Linked DNA regions of Rattus norvegicus: region 2 is linked to region 1. Evidence: chromatin contacts called from public Hi-C data. All regions are on one chromosome and are shown on one strand. Each heading gives the region's core, a stretch centred on a gene start, on an enhancer-like site or on the middle of the called end of the contact. The rest is flanking DNA. Distances are from core to core; before and after follow the strand shown.

Region 1 (6,701 bases), core at 4,041-6,540:
GAGACTACTTCCTCCAAGGATCTGAACCCCTCTAGCCCAGTTAAGGTTCACCTCTCCCACATTTCGTTGTTTTATGGTTCACATTTCTTGTCTACCCAGAAGGAAAAGATAGCAACGGTTCTAGGGAGCCTTGTATGAGCAATGGCTTGGTTTCCCCAGTACTTGAGACTCAGGGTCTTCAGAAGAGGTAATCTGTGGAAAACAGGCTCTTGTTCAGTTGGGCTCCAGGGCTGTGGGGGTGGGAAGGCCACCTCCGTAGGGAGACACTTCAGTGCAGATAGCTCATCGTACCTGGTGACTAACAGCACACTGGGCTTCGGAACACTGAAACCCTGGGGAGGAACCACCGTCTCCCGGAGCTGCTCAGAAGCTGGTTACCAAGGAAGCAGCTCCCCTTGGGGTCATCACGTTTTTAGTTTGGCTCAGCAAAGCCACAGCTGCTCCATCTTTTAAAAAGATGTTATTAAGTCTGTGGGTTTGTTTGGTAGACCTGGAGGGTGGCGTAAAGGGTGTAGTTTGGCCTCTGAGATGGGCTGCTCCCAGCTTAGGTCCTGTTTTGAGGACCCAGCAGCGGCAGAGTCAAGACTGCCACAGGCTAGACTGCTTGTGCCCTCTACTGGCAAAGACCCAGGATGCATGTGTGACCAACTGTCTGTGTGAAACTTAGACGCAAACCTTTTGGCTTTAGTTTAAGTAATAAAAATTTTATTGAGACTTCCTGGCATGGTGGTTATCTCCCCCCATTCAGGGAGAGGGACAACACTACAGGAAATCACTGAGAAATCACACTGTCTCCTGTCCCCCCCCCTTCCCAGCCAATACAAGAAGGAGGAAAACCCCTCTGAAAGGGTTGGTCTTCAGTCTTCCTTAATCCAAGAGAGCAGATACAGAAGAATCCATCACATGATGCTTGGGTCAGGGTGGGGTATGCTTGACCCCCTAGCTGGCCCCTCCAAACTGGAGAAGTGTGCCAACTTCTCTGGTGGTGGGGTTCTTGATGTCCACACTCACTTCTTACCCTTAATGAGGCTGTCACTGTAGAACAAAGGAAACATTCATAACATTACCAATGTCGTAAGTGTGGGGTGCAGAACACCTCAAACCACCCCTTCTTCCTAAATGAAGGTCTGACTGGGGAGAAAGGGGAAGTGTAGGGCCAGGTCCAGGAAGCAGATGGCCCCAGGACCCCATAGCAAGGAGGCAGTCACTTACCTTCCCCTGTAGCCAGCATGCCGTGAAGTGAGCAGGAAATATGTGGGAAGAGAAAGGTGATTAGTCAGCTGCAGGCCCCAGCTGCTCTAGACCCCTCTGCTCCCCAGCGAGGACAGCTCTTCATTTCTGCTCATTACCAGCAAGGCAGGACAGGTTCTCACGTGAGGCTATCAGTCAGCACTTCTTAAACATTTATAAATAAAATGACTTTCCATAAGACGTCCTGCTTTGCTTTATAAAATCAGCTCTAGAGGATGCAAGATAGGAACTGCCAACTAGCCAGACACCCACTTCTCTGACTAGTGTTCAGAGAAACTGTCAAGGGCCCTGGCGACTATCTAGACAGAGTCCAGGGGAGCAGACGTAGGGGCTTCGCTCTCTGTACAGTGGGCTCTCTTACCGAGTAAAGCTTTCATCCTGCAGATTCAGCACAAGGTTGTCAGCTGTGAGATAGATCCGGTTCTGTGATGTGGCGATCTACAGGACAGGGAATGGATGAGTTAGCAGAGGCTTCAAGATTGTGACTCAGTGGCCACCCAGTGGAAGACATAGTAACAGAGCTGGCTTCTGATCTAATACAAAGATCAGGGTGCAAAAAGCCTTGGTGCCACAGTTCTGCAACAACCGTAAAAACAAAGCCTGGGGAGCACTGCGGGGTCAGTGGAGGAGGAAGGGTGCCCAAGGACACTGTTTAGGTAGAGACTCAAGCCAGTGTGACTGTGGCTGAACACTTTCAATCTCGATCGGCAGCCCTTCCACAGTGAGGCCTTCCACTCACCGTTTTAGAGATGTTCTGGGCAGCCCGGATCTTTCGGAGCTTGATATAGCCAGGATTCTTGCTCAGTGCTTCTCCAAGGTGAGCAGACAGGGTTAAGGATTCTTCTGGGCCAGGTTACATCTGTGACAATCTCCCCCACCCTCCGCCAAGAGCTCTTTGGGCTGTCAGATTCGAGGTCTGCGCTCACATGGCTACTCACACTTTGGCTCCTCCTGTGGGCCTCCCTACAGGATGCTGCCAGCGCTGTGGTGGCAGCTGACAGAGGTGAGGCCAGCAGTGCTATTGATCTGGCCTTACAGCAGGGAGTCAGGCCTCTGGCGCCCCTGCCAAGATTCCAGATCTCACTAGTTGTCCTGTCCTCCCACCACCCCCAAGCCAAGAGTCAGTAGGCCAAGTCGCATTCGCCTTAGTCTCATCAACCGGCCCATGGTGCAAGATGGCAAACAGGTTGTGCCAGGGGAGAGGCCAAGCTCTGTGCAACAGAAGGATATCATCTTAGCAGCCTCCGCCTCCCCCTCAGCCTGCACAATCTTCTGTCGTTGTTCCTGCTTTGCTTTCTCCACCAAAAACTGGGCCCTCTGGGCTTCCTGCTGGGCTGTGGCATAAGTGAACTGATGTTATAGCTGTAAGGTGTAGGAAGCCCACATACATGTGGTCCCCCTTCTCCGGTCTCCAGAAGCCCACCGACCTCGCCTGCCTCCATGGACTTACCCACTTGTTTGGCTTCTACAGCAGCTGTGTACTCTCGGCTGAAGCTTAGCTCTGTGATAGCTACATCGTCCAGGATGAGGCTGAAGTCCTTGGCACGCTCTGTCAGCTCTCTTCGGATCAACAGAGACACCTGGGGGCAGGGGTTGGGAGGGGAGGTTTGGTTTGAACTGAAAGGAAGGTGGCATTGCTGTAACTATCTGATCGCCAGAGCTCCTGAGTATGGGCACCAAACCTATCACCTAAATCCTTAAACATTCACTAGAAAAACATGGTTCCCTTTCTCCATGTGACAGTCAGGGCAGCATCAGACAGGTGTCACGACTGTCCCGTGTCACACCGAGTCCTAATCTCCTCTTTTCAATGTATGCATCTCCTTAGCTCCCTGTCAATCGAGGAAAGCCCTTTAGAGACGTGGGAAAGGGTATACAGCTATTGTTCTCTCCTGTGCTTCCTTCTTAACGTCCACTGCTATCAGGTTCTACAGCGGTGTCTCCTTATTTCCCACAGTCCAACTGGCCATGCAGGCAAGGAGAACCTGAGACTTCTGATCCTCCTACTTCTACCTCTAGTGCTGGGATTACAGGCATGCGCCACGCCTGGTTTGACACTTGGGAATACAACCAGGATTTGTGCACGCTAGGCAAGCACTCACCGACTGGACTACAGATCCATTCCACCCCATCCTGGAACACCTTTTATTTAGTACCCAGTAACCCTGACCAAGGAGACAGGGGTCAGACCTGAGCCCGCTGGGTAATGAGCTGCGAGGCGTTGAACTTGGCCACCACACTCTTGAGCACCTCATTAACAATGGACGGCAGCACTCGCTCCTCATAGTCTAGGCCTAGGCGCTGGTACATGCTGGGGAGCTCCTGGGCATTGGGCCGAGACAGTACACGCAGGGAGATGTTCACCATCTGCAGGTCTGAGGGAGAGGTCAGCAGTGGCCGGTTAAGGCCAAATTCCCCCTTTCCCAGCATCTTTTCCTATGAGTGCTACCCACCATGCTACCCACCATGTTACACAGTACAGACTAGCTCCACTGGGAAGATGATCATGTCAACGAGGAACATGTGGACAACACGGGTGAGACAGATCCTTGTTTACTGAGAAATCTTTTCTACAGGTCTTCCATTAATACAGCTTTAAAAAAATTTTTTTTTTTTTGCTACTCCTCCAAAGTGGATTCACCAAGCAGCACAATTTTGGGTTTCCCCCTAATCATCTGGAGAACCAGAACTGTGAACTGTTTATTGTTTATTTCCAAGGCCTGTGGCTTGGCCAATGAATAAACCACATACACTGCAAACAGCACAAAGAAGCACATTTCTGGGGGCTACTTGCCTCAGTGTGTACATGGGAATGAGGCAGAGGCCTGGGGAATCTCAAAGGCAGGACTTCTAAATGTGGTCTACAAGGAAACAGCTAGTGAAGAGTGGGGGCACTTTCTCCAGAGCAAGGTGTACTGTGGATGTAATCAACAAGTCAACAGAAAAAAGGCCTTAAAAAAAGGCTTGGATCCAGGCAGCAAGGAAGAAAGGCAACTCATTTCGTTTATGCTAGGCAGAAGGTAACGTTAAAACGTGCACACATACTTACATGTATTGTTTTGAACCGTGAGGCATGGCTCTTTTGCAGACATAGAATACAAGCCCTAAGAAACACTACCATTTCTGGCAGCCTTGCCAGGCTCATTTTACATTTCTGTCTTTCCCCACGTGCCATGCAGCTCCCAGTTGCCCACATTACCTTTGGAGCCTGTGGGGGAGGAGATTTTTCGAGGTCTGGCCCGAATGTCATAGATGATGGGGTACTGGAACCAGGGAATCCTGGAAAGGAGAGGTCAGGGACAGGAGTTGGGAAACTACAGTTTCATTGATTTTGACCAGTTTCCCCTCACCACTCGTCCTTGGGCCTGTTCCTCCCCATGACCACAGACAGGGAGATTCTCTTTTCCAGGTCGAGAACAGCCTTTTATGCTGGCACTGTCCTTACGAGAAGGAGTGAGGAGGGGAAAAAGCAGTATCGAATCCTGTTGTTAAGTCTGGCTACAGCCGTCAAGGGTGAAGGGTCAGGGCCTGCTCGCTCTGCCCGCCATTACCTGAAGTGAAGGCCTTCGGCTAGGATTGTGTCCTGTTGTACGCCACCAATACGATTAAAGAAGATGGCTCTGTGACCACCTTCCACTGTGGAGAGAGGGGTGGGAGTCAGGACAAGCTGCTGGTCAGGCTCAGGCGGGACAGGGATGAGGGAGCATGGAGGCGCGGACACTTGGGGGAGGTAGGACAGTGGGTCTGGAGACCGCGAGGTCCGGTCAGTGGAAGGAGGTTGCTCACCAGTGAATACGGACTCACGGACGCCGTAGGCCACAGCCCCGGCCCCCAGCAGCAGCTTCAGCGCCGTGCCCATGCCCCGAGGCCCGGAGGGCAGGCGTCCCGCTAGGTCCTTTAAGTTCTGGGCCATGTCTGATTCTCCTGAAGGCGGCGGCACCAGTGGTCAGGAGGGGGTGCCCGCCAGCTTCTACCCCACTCCAGTTTACACACCTCGCCTTGCACACGAGGATTGGAGGCCTTAGAGCTCGCGGGAGAAAGGGCACCGGAAGTGCGTTCTCTCTGAACCCGCCCCCGTTTGCTTAGTCGGACCCAAACCTCGCGCACAGTAATGGCGCATCCGGAAGTCCCGCCCCCTTTGGAGGTGTGCCCTCTTAGAGAGGCTTCCGTACAGGTATCGCCATTTTCAAGCGCCCTCTTTCAAAATGGCAGCTAGAAGGAAGTTTGCAGTGAGGCGGACGTGAAGTTCTAACTTAAGGACCTTAGCGCAACTTCCGGTCTGCTTACAAGATGGCTGCGACCAGTGGTGGCTTCCAACCTCGTGAGCGGCGTTTTTCAGTGCAGGAACAGGACTGGGACCCTGCGCCGCCTAAGAGACCCCGGCTTGGGGCAGGAAGCAAGTGTGGAGGCCGTAGGCTCATTGTGGTGTTGGAAGGGGCCAGTCTGGAGACAGTCAAGGTAGTTTTGAACATGAATGCGGAGGTAGTCCATTGATGAACCAGATTCTGTGGGGCACAGAATGAATGGAAAAACGGAGCCGTGAAATTTGCTTTTGAAGGATGACCTAGTTTTGCAGGCGGTTGACATCCTGGATTGGCAGTGTTTTCTTTTGCTCTTGACTCTCATTTTAGCTTTTAGTTAATTTACCAGGGACTCTGTGATATAAAATGCAAAATGGGGGAAGCATTGAGGTTTCCCACATTTCTAAAGGCCAGTGACTTCCTCAGCCTTTTATTGCTAAGGATTTGATGTTTTATTTTGTTAAAAGGCTTTCGACCGCCAGCTTGTTTTATATTTACCTATTTTGAAGTGTGTCTGATCAGATTATTTAAAAAGCCTTCGTCTTTGCTTTTTTACCCCCTTAAATACTTATTTTACCCTTTCTTATGCATGCAAGTCTCCATGTGGCCGTGAGCCACCTCATGTGGGTGCTAGGAAGCTAACTTGGGTCCTGTACAAGAAGGCTTTGTCATAACCCCTGTGCCATCTCTCTTGCCCCCTCCTTCCTTCCTTCTTTCTTTTGTCTTACCTTTCAGAGCTAAACTTGTTCATTGGTTAGATCCAGAAGTCATCCCCCAACCCCTTCCCCCAATACACACATACCCCACACACACTCTGGATGGTTGTATTTTGTAAGTCTTGGAATGCAGTCGAGGTTGGCTTGGAACTCTCCACCTTCAACCTCCTCAGTACTTGGATATTTATAGGTGAGTTTCACCATGCCAGGCCTGACCTGGATTTAAATTTGGTCCTTAGCCTTTCCTAGTGACTGTGAGAAAACATGTTTGCTCTCCCTTTGTAAGGTGGTTGTATACCAAACCACACAGGAGCTGTATTGACAGTCCTGTAAAGGTGGTTAAGAGTGTTACCTGAGAACCCGAGGTGAGAGTCATTTCCATTTGTTCTTCATGTACACTTTATTAAACTAGAAAACTGTTTTCCCCTTCTAC
Region 2 (6,458 bases), core at 3,171-5,670, 320 kb before region 1:
AGAAAAGGTCTTATATAGCTGAGGCAGACCTCAAACTCTGGGTATGTACCTGAGATGACCTCAGAATTTTTTTTTTTTCCACAACAGGGTCCAACTATGTAGCCCTTGCCTGCCTGAAACTTAGTATGTAGGTCAGGCTGGCCTCAAACTCACAGATCTACCTGCCTTGCTACCGTACCCTGCCCTTTCTTTTTAATAGCTCCTCATCAAAGTTCCCAGCAGCCCACCACGCGGTGGTATGTAGTCTCAAGTGCTGTGTAACTGCTGATAACAATGAGGTATAACTCGTGGTTCTCATGCATAAGCAACAATCAAAACCAGGAGAAACGTCTGGGCTTGCTATCTTCAATTCTTGAGGAAGAAGGTACAAAACCCTAACACCTCTGAACCTTATATATTTTGTGAATAATTTGTATGGGTGCAGATGAATGTGTACAATGGCCCACAGGTTGTGGTCTCGGGACTAACTTCCGGGAGGATCTCTCCTCCTACTGTGTGGATCCAGGGGATCAAACTCAGGTCATCAGGCCTGGTAGCGGACACCTTTACCCACTGAACTGTTTTTCCAGCTTAGCATCACTGAGTTCTTCAGGCATCGTCTCAATACTCCATTTGATGTGGGAAAGTAGAAAAGAGGATGACTTATCTTCCTTTAAGAATTCCATGAAAGTCAGGAGAGATGGCTCAGGGGTTAAGAGCACTGGCTGTTCTTGCAGAGGACTTGGTTTTGGATTCCAGCACCCACACGGTGACTCACAACCATCTTTAGCTCCAGTTCCGGAAGATCTGCCTTCTGGTCTCTTTGTATACCAGGCACACACATGATACACAGATACACATACAGGCAGAACATTCATACACATACATATATTCATACATACATGCATACACACACACCCCAAATAAGTCACAGTTTACCAGATGGTTTGGCAGCAGAGAGCAGGAAAACACATGGTGGTCAACCAAAGCCTGTTATCCTGTACATACCCTCTGTCCTTTGGTCTAGGTCCCTCATGAGCTGAAAGTTTCTCTGCAATTCAAACGGGAGGTTTTCAATACCTGGGAAGAGACAGAAATAGCTGGTGGACTACACAGACGTCTTTGCAAGGGCTCTAGCACTAAGGTGCTGCAGCTGTCTTCTTATTTAACCTTTTGATTTATTATTTTTGTGATGCTGCGGATGGAATCCAGGTCTGTGAGTATGCCAGGCTAGTGTGCTGCCTCTGGTCTACATCCCTAGCCTGGCAGCTCCTTTGAAAATGAAGTTCAAGCTGGAAACAGGAGGGGGGTGGGCAGGGGAATTATGAACTCAAGTCAGTCTCAGCCATAGGGAGTTTGTAGCCATCTGGTTACATAAGATAGTGTTTTAAAAGGGAAAACAAAGAACGAGAAAAATAGACAAAAGCTCAGGGCCTGGAGATTCCAGCTCTGGGAGATACAATGTTTCTGAGTTGCAAGAGGGGCATGCATTCATACACACACACACACACACACACACACACACACACACACAGAGAGAGAGAGAGAGAGAGAGAGAGACTGTATTCCCATGGGTGCATAGTTCATAAAAAAATAAAATACAAAGGTACAATTCAGTATTTAAAAAAAAATCAAAGTATGGTTCAGTTTTTCCCTCATTTGAAACTGGATTTTTTTTTCTTTATTTTTAATTTATCTAATTTTTTTGGTGACAGGGTCTCTGTAGCACAGCTCAAACTTGCTTTGTAGCCAAGGATGACCAACAATGAATTTCTATTCTTCTCAAGTGTTGGGTCCTGAGTCCTGTGTCAATATGCTAGCTGTATACTGTTGGGCATCAAACCTAGGGGCCCTGAATGCCGGATTGGCATTCTATCAACTGAGCTAATGCCCTGCCCTGAAAATGAGGGATTTATCTGTGACAGGATTCATTTGCCTTTCTCAAAAGCTGAAGACCTTCCCCTCTTTTTCAGCTAGCCTCCTGTCTCTGCCAGTGTCCCGGCCTCTTCATTGGTGAGCTTACTCTATAAACCAGCTTTCTCTGAACTTCTACCTCCGTCTTCTCTGCTCTCAGCTTCAGCGCTCAGTAAGTTACAGCTGTGTTCCATACTCCTACCTGGCTTAGCTCACTCAGCCACGCTATCTTCCTGCTCTCTCTGACAACACTCTGGCCTTTTAAGCACCTCACACTTGCCAGCAACTTCCCAGGAGTCCTGTCTTCCTCACCCCACCCCCATTTTTTTAAAAGATTTATTTATTTATTTTATGTATATGAGCACACTGTAGCTGAAGAGGGCATCGGATCCCATTACAGATGGTTGTGAGCCACCATGTGGTTGCTGGGAATTGAACTCAGGACCTCTGGAAGAGCAGTCAATGCTTTTAACCGCTGAGCCATCTCTCGAGCCCTCACCCCACTCCCATCATACCTGCTCCCCTACTCCACATCTGTTTAGTCTTCAAAGTTCAATTTCAGAGCTAGACTTGCCCAGACTCCGACAATGCCTTACACAGACAGGCTGTCAAGATAGTCTAGCTAGTATTTTTGGTATTTATCCAACCATAACTAAATAATTAATGCAATCTGGGCCTGTCTCCCTAACCTTCCAGGACACACACCTGGATCCACTTTAAATTTCCCTCATGTTTAGAATTGTCTTGTATACTGAAAGTGTCAAGTAAACAATTGAACAAATGCATTATTAGTTAAGCCTTTCCATAAGAGTGAAATCTCTTTACACAGCTTAACCTCATTTTTCCCCCCTCTGGAGGTGAAGACTGAACTTTAGTATCAGGGGATTCCCCATTAGGCAAGTGCTCTAATGTCGTCTCCTAAATAAATATAAAGACAGGGTCTCTATGTAGCTCTGGCTGGCCTAGACCTCACTACATATACCAGGCTGGTCTCAGAACTCACAGAGATCTTCCCAAGTGCTGGGATTAAAGGTATGTGCTTCCCAAACTTGTGTTTCTGTGACTCTAACTCAAATGTAAAAACTGTTAGTACTAAACAAGGCTTGGTGCTTATCAATAGCACTGGAGATGGAAGCAGGCCCTGGAGTTCAAGCCCATCATCAGCTATGTAGCAAATTCAAAGTCAACCTGGGCCTTATTAGATACTGTCTAAAAAGTCAAAACAAGAAGGTGCTTCTAGGGGTTGGGGATTTAGCTCAGTGAGAGAGCTTGCCTAGCAAGCGCAAGGCCCTGGGTTCGGTCCCCAGCTCCGAAAAAAAAGAAAAATTAAAAAAAAAAAAAAAAAAGAAGGTGCTTCTAGTAACAGACAGATTATCAAATGAAATGACTCCTCTTTGTGAAGAAGTTTGAGGCAGTTGGTACTACCTTCTCCTTCAAGTAATTCCTTCCTGCTAGCACTGCCAATACTAGACCAGAGGCCTTATTACAATGCCAACACTGACATCTAGTCCTTTAAATGCTGGTTTCTTGAGCTCACTGTCTTTTCTTTACTCTGTGTCTTTTCCGTGAATGATCTCACTGTCAGATTTTATGCCTATTTCTAAGGCAAAGACTAAATTATTACTCCTGAATCTGCTACACTATGATATAGTTTATTTTCTAAGCAGAATTCACCTTGGATTTTCCCTCTCAATCAATCTTGCCATGTTTATAATATCGAAAACTTTTGGTCATTCTCTAAGAATACACTTCTGACTTGGCTTGCTACCGTTAACTAATTCATTAAAATCAATACTCTATTTTAAGATGCGAATACCTTAGTTTGGCATAACAGTTTGTCTAATACATCCCCAGACTACTTCTCACTTTGAAGTCTCTTACACACACACACACACACACAGGGCAGGGGTGGGGGGAGGAAGAGAGAGGGAGAGAAAGAGGGATAGAGGAAGAGAGGTGGTGGTGGGGGAGGCCGGGAAAAGAAAGGGAGAGAAGGGGGAAGGGAGAGACAGAATCTTCGTTTTTGAGAACTGGATTTTGCTCATAAAGTAAAGCATTTCAGCGATCAACTCAGTGGTCGCTCTATTCCACCCAGCAAGCTTAATGAGAAGCCACTTTTGAGACATAAAGGAATTAGACCAAATATTTGCAGCTGCTCCAAATGGCAGTGAATAACGATCCTGCACAATTTAGGAAAATAATCTACCCTCAAGAACTGAGTGAGCAAATACTTTCCTTGCTACCCTTACCCCTTTAAAATCCAGCCCTGATCCCACGGGACAGCCCTTTCCTTGTCTATACCTTGAGCGAGGCCTCTATTCCCCCTGCCCCACCCCCTCCCTCTTCACCCTCGAATAAATCCTCCCTCAGAACCCTTTCCCAACTGTGATCTTCAGTTTACCAGAACCTCGGGGCCATATAGTCTGTCAACCCGGACCCTCTACACCACTCTATGACCCATGTCCCCTTCTCCAGTCGGCTCTTACTGTCCAGATAATGTTCCAAATACATCCCAGCAGCCATCTTGAAGCAAAACAAAGCAACTTCCGATCCTCCCCGGAAGTGACTGAAACGACAGGCGCTGTGACCATTCTTGGATTACAACCTTTCCGTACCTAAAAGAACTTCCGCCCTTACTAAACTACGGTCCCCGGATACATCCGCCCGGCATTGAACGTTTTTGCGCGCCTGTTCACGGTCGCCCACATCGAGGCTGCTTTAGCCTGGCTTCCGCCCTTAGTAAGACGTTAGTATGTTCCTGCGACAGGTATGACGTCACGCAAAGTCGCCATTTTGCATTCTCTAGCAAACTTTTTTTCCCTCCAAAAACAGGAATGTTTGGTAAATGGGGGAAATCTGTTCTGTGTAGTTATATTATGTAAATAACCGCTTTCAACAAATAGGGAATCGAGTGTTTTCGTTTATCTATTATAAATGTGATCATCGAAGTAACAGCTTAAGCAGAATAGAAGGTAGATGCTTTCTTCAGAAGTTGTCAGGCTTTGCAAATTTAACCCTTTGCATCTCTCACCACTCTTCTATAAGTTTGTGAAGCCTTCGCTGTCCTCAAATTTGTGAGACCCTCCTGCCTCTACCTCTGCCTCGCAAACGCTGGGATTAAAGGCGTGTGCTATGGGAAAACCGATGTTTATGTTTTACATTTGAACTAATGTATGGTATTAACATGATCTGAAAAGACTGGGTCATCGAGTAAATATCAGAAGACTGATATACATTAGCCTTCACTGTAGTCAAAAGTATCAGCTATTGTACAAAAGCAAGAGTCCGGCAGGTTGCTGCTATCTTACGGAAACAGAACTCAAACCCCGTAATAGTGGTGGTAGAGTCTTGCAAATAGTGTCACCTCGAATTGATACATCTTTCACAGAATTTACACCACATAGCACTTTTAAAATAAAGTTCTAGCTCCCTTAGCCCAAATATGTAAAGGGCACCATAAAAGCCCAAGTTTACTACTGAGCAGATGCTAAAGTTAGGCAGTGGGATGTGGACTCCATTTTAAAAGCATGCTGTTAGATAATTTACTCTGCCCACTCTTTTCTATACAGTGAGAATAGACAACATCGAGTGAAAGTGGAAATGGATATTCACCCACAAAGGTGCGGATTCCAATCCTGTGAGGAGAACGGGGTTGTAACTCTCCGTAGTTGGCCAGTACACCAGGCAGTAACCAACAATGGGGTATACTGAGGTACTGTCCTGGATGCCTCGTCCCAAATTAAATGGGACTTATTACCCACATCACTAAGTAATGACAGCTGGTCAGTTCTCAGATATGAGAACACTTGTCAACTTTTTCAGTACCGTATGAAGGATTTAATCTTCATGAAGCAGTCTTGGGAAATTAGCTGAATCCTTTCATGGTACAGTGTGAGAAGTCTTAGGTTTCTTGTTATGCTCTGTGCAGTACAACAATCTTCCATTTTAGGTGAACATGATAATCATTATTTATCACGGGAAGCTCACTACATTTGGCATTTTCTTCAGTCTTTTTTTTTCTTTTTCTTTTTTTTTTCCGGAGCTAGGGACCGAACTCAGGGCCTTGCGCTTGCTAGGCAAGCGCTCTACCACTGAGCTAAATCCCAAACCCCGTTTTCTTCAGTCTTAAACCCAGTAGCAGGTTATGGTTTCCATCACGGGAAACATCTGGTCTTAGGCACTTGAGTCTAGTGAGACATTATGTATACAAACACAGTGCCCAATAGAATTTGGATAAAATAGGTGAAGCACAGGTAGTGCAGGACCTTTCAAAAGGCCATACATGTCTGTGCCCCTACCCCACCTGCGCAAGACAAAAGTTCTCTGTGTAGACCAGGCTGTCTTAGAACTCGCTCTGTAGACCACGGTGGCCTCTCAGAGATCCAGCCTTCTGAGTAAAGTTGTGCACCATCATGGCCTGGCAGGGTTTTTTGGTTTTTTTTGTTTTTTGTTTTTGTTTTTGAGGGCAAAGGGTAAGGAATATAGCCATTTTGTTAAATGAATTCTTGTCTCACATAAGTAGGCGTGCAATCTCTATGGCAGAATCTGTACACAAATGTTCCTAA

Evidence for each region. A called contact is a pair of places that touch in the nucleus more often than the background predicts.
Region 2: a contact with region 1 is called in a Hi-C map of liver, with 5 times the contacts expected there. The contact joins the promoter of Ing4 here to the promoter of Phb2 in region 1. A contact is called at or near these places in 2 of 12 Hi-C or Micro-C datasets (frontal cortex and liver).

What each region holds. Positions count from the first base shown.
Region 1 is chr4:159,202,537-159,209,237 of GRCr8, reverse strand. Phb2 (prohibitin 2) reads right to left here and starts at 5,290. Exons shown (of 10, transcript NM_001013035.1): 1 at 5,038-5,290; 2 at 4,803-4,887; 3 at 4,451-4,530; 4 at 3,442-3,626; 5 at 2,702-2,831; 6 at 2,482-2,585; 7 at 1,991-2,068; 8 at 1,613-1,689; 9 at 1,213-1,218; 10 at 684-1,035. The coding sequence starts at 5,164. The coding sequence ends at 1,008. It overlaps Emg1 (EMG1 N1-specific pseudouridine methyltransferase), which reads left to right and starts at 5,412. Exons shown (of 6, transcript NM_001107888.3): 1 at 5,412-5,709. The coding sequence starts at 5,542. LOC120102747 (small nucleolar RNA U89) reads right to left here and starts at 2,413; the gene lies at 2,153-2,413.
Region 2 is chr4:159,526,165-159,532,622 of GRCr8, reverse strand. It overlaps Ing4 (inhibitor of growth family, member 4), which reads right to left and starts at 4,420. Exons shown (of 8, transcript NM_001079887.1): 1 at 4,380-4,420; 2 at 988-1,059. The coding sequence starts at 4,416. It overlaps LOC102554095 (a long non-coding RNA gene), which reads left to right. Exons shown (of 5, transcript XR_010065933.1): 2 at 1,953-2,065; 3 at 5,463-5,513.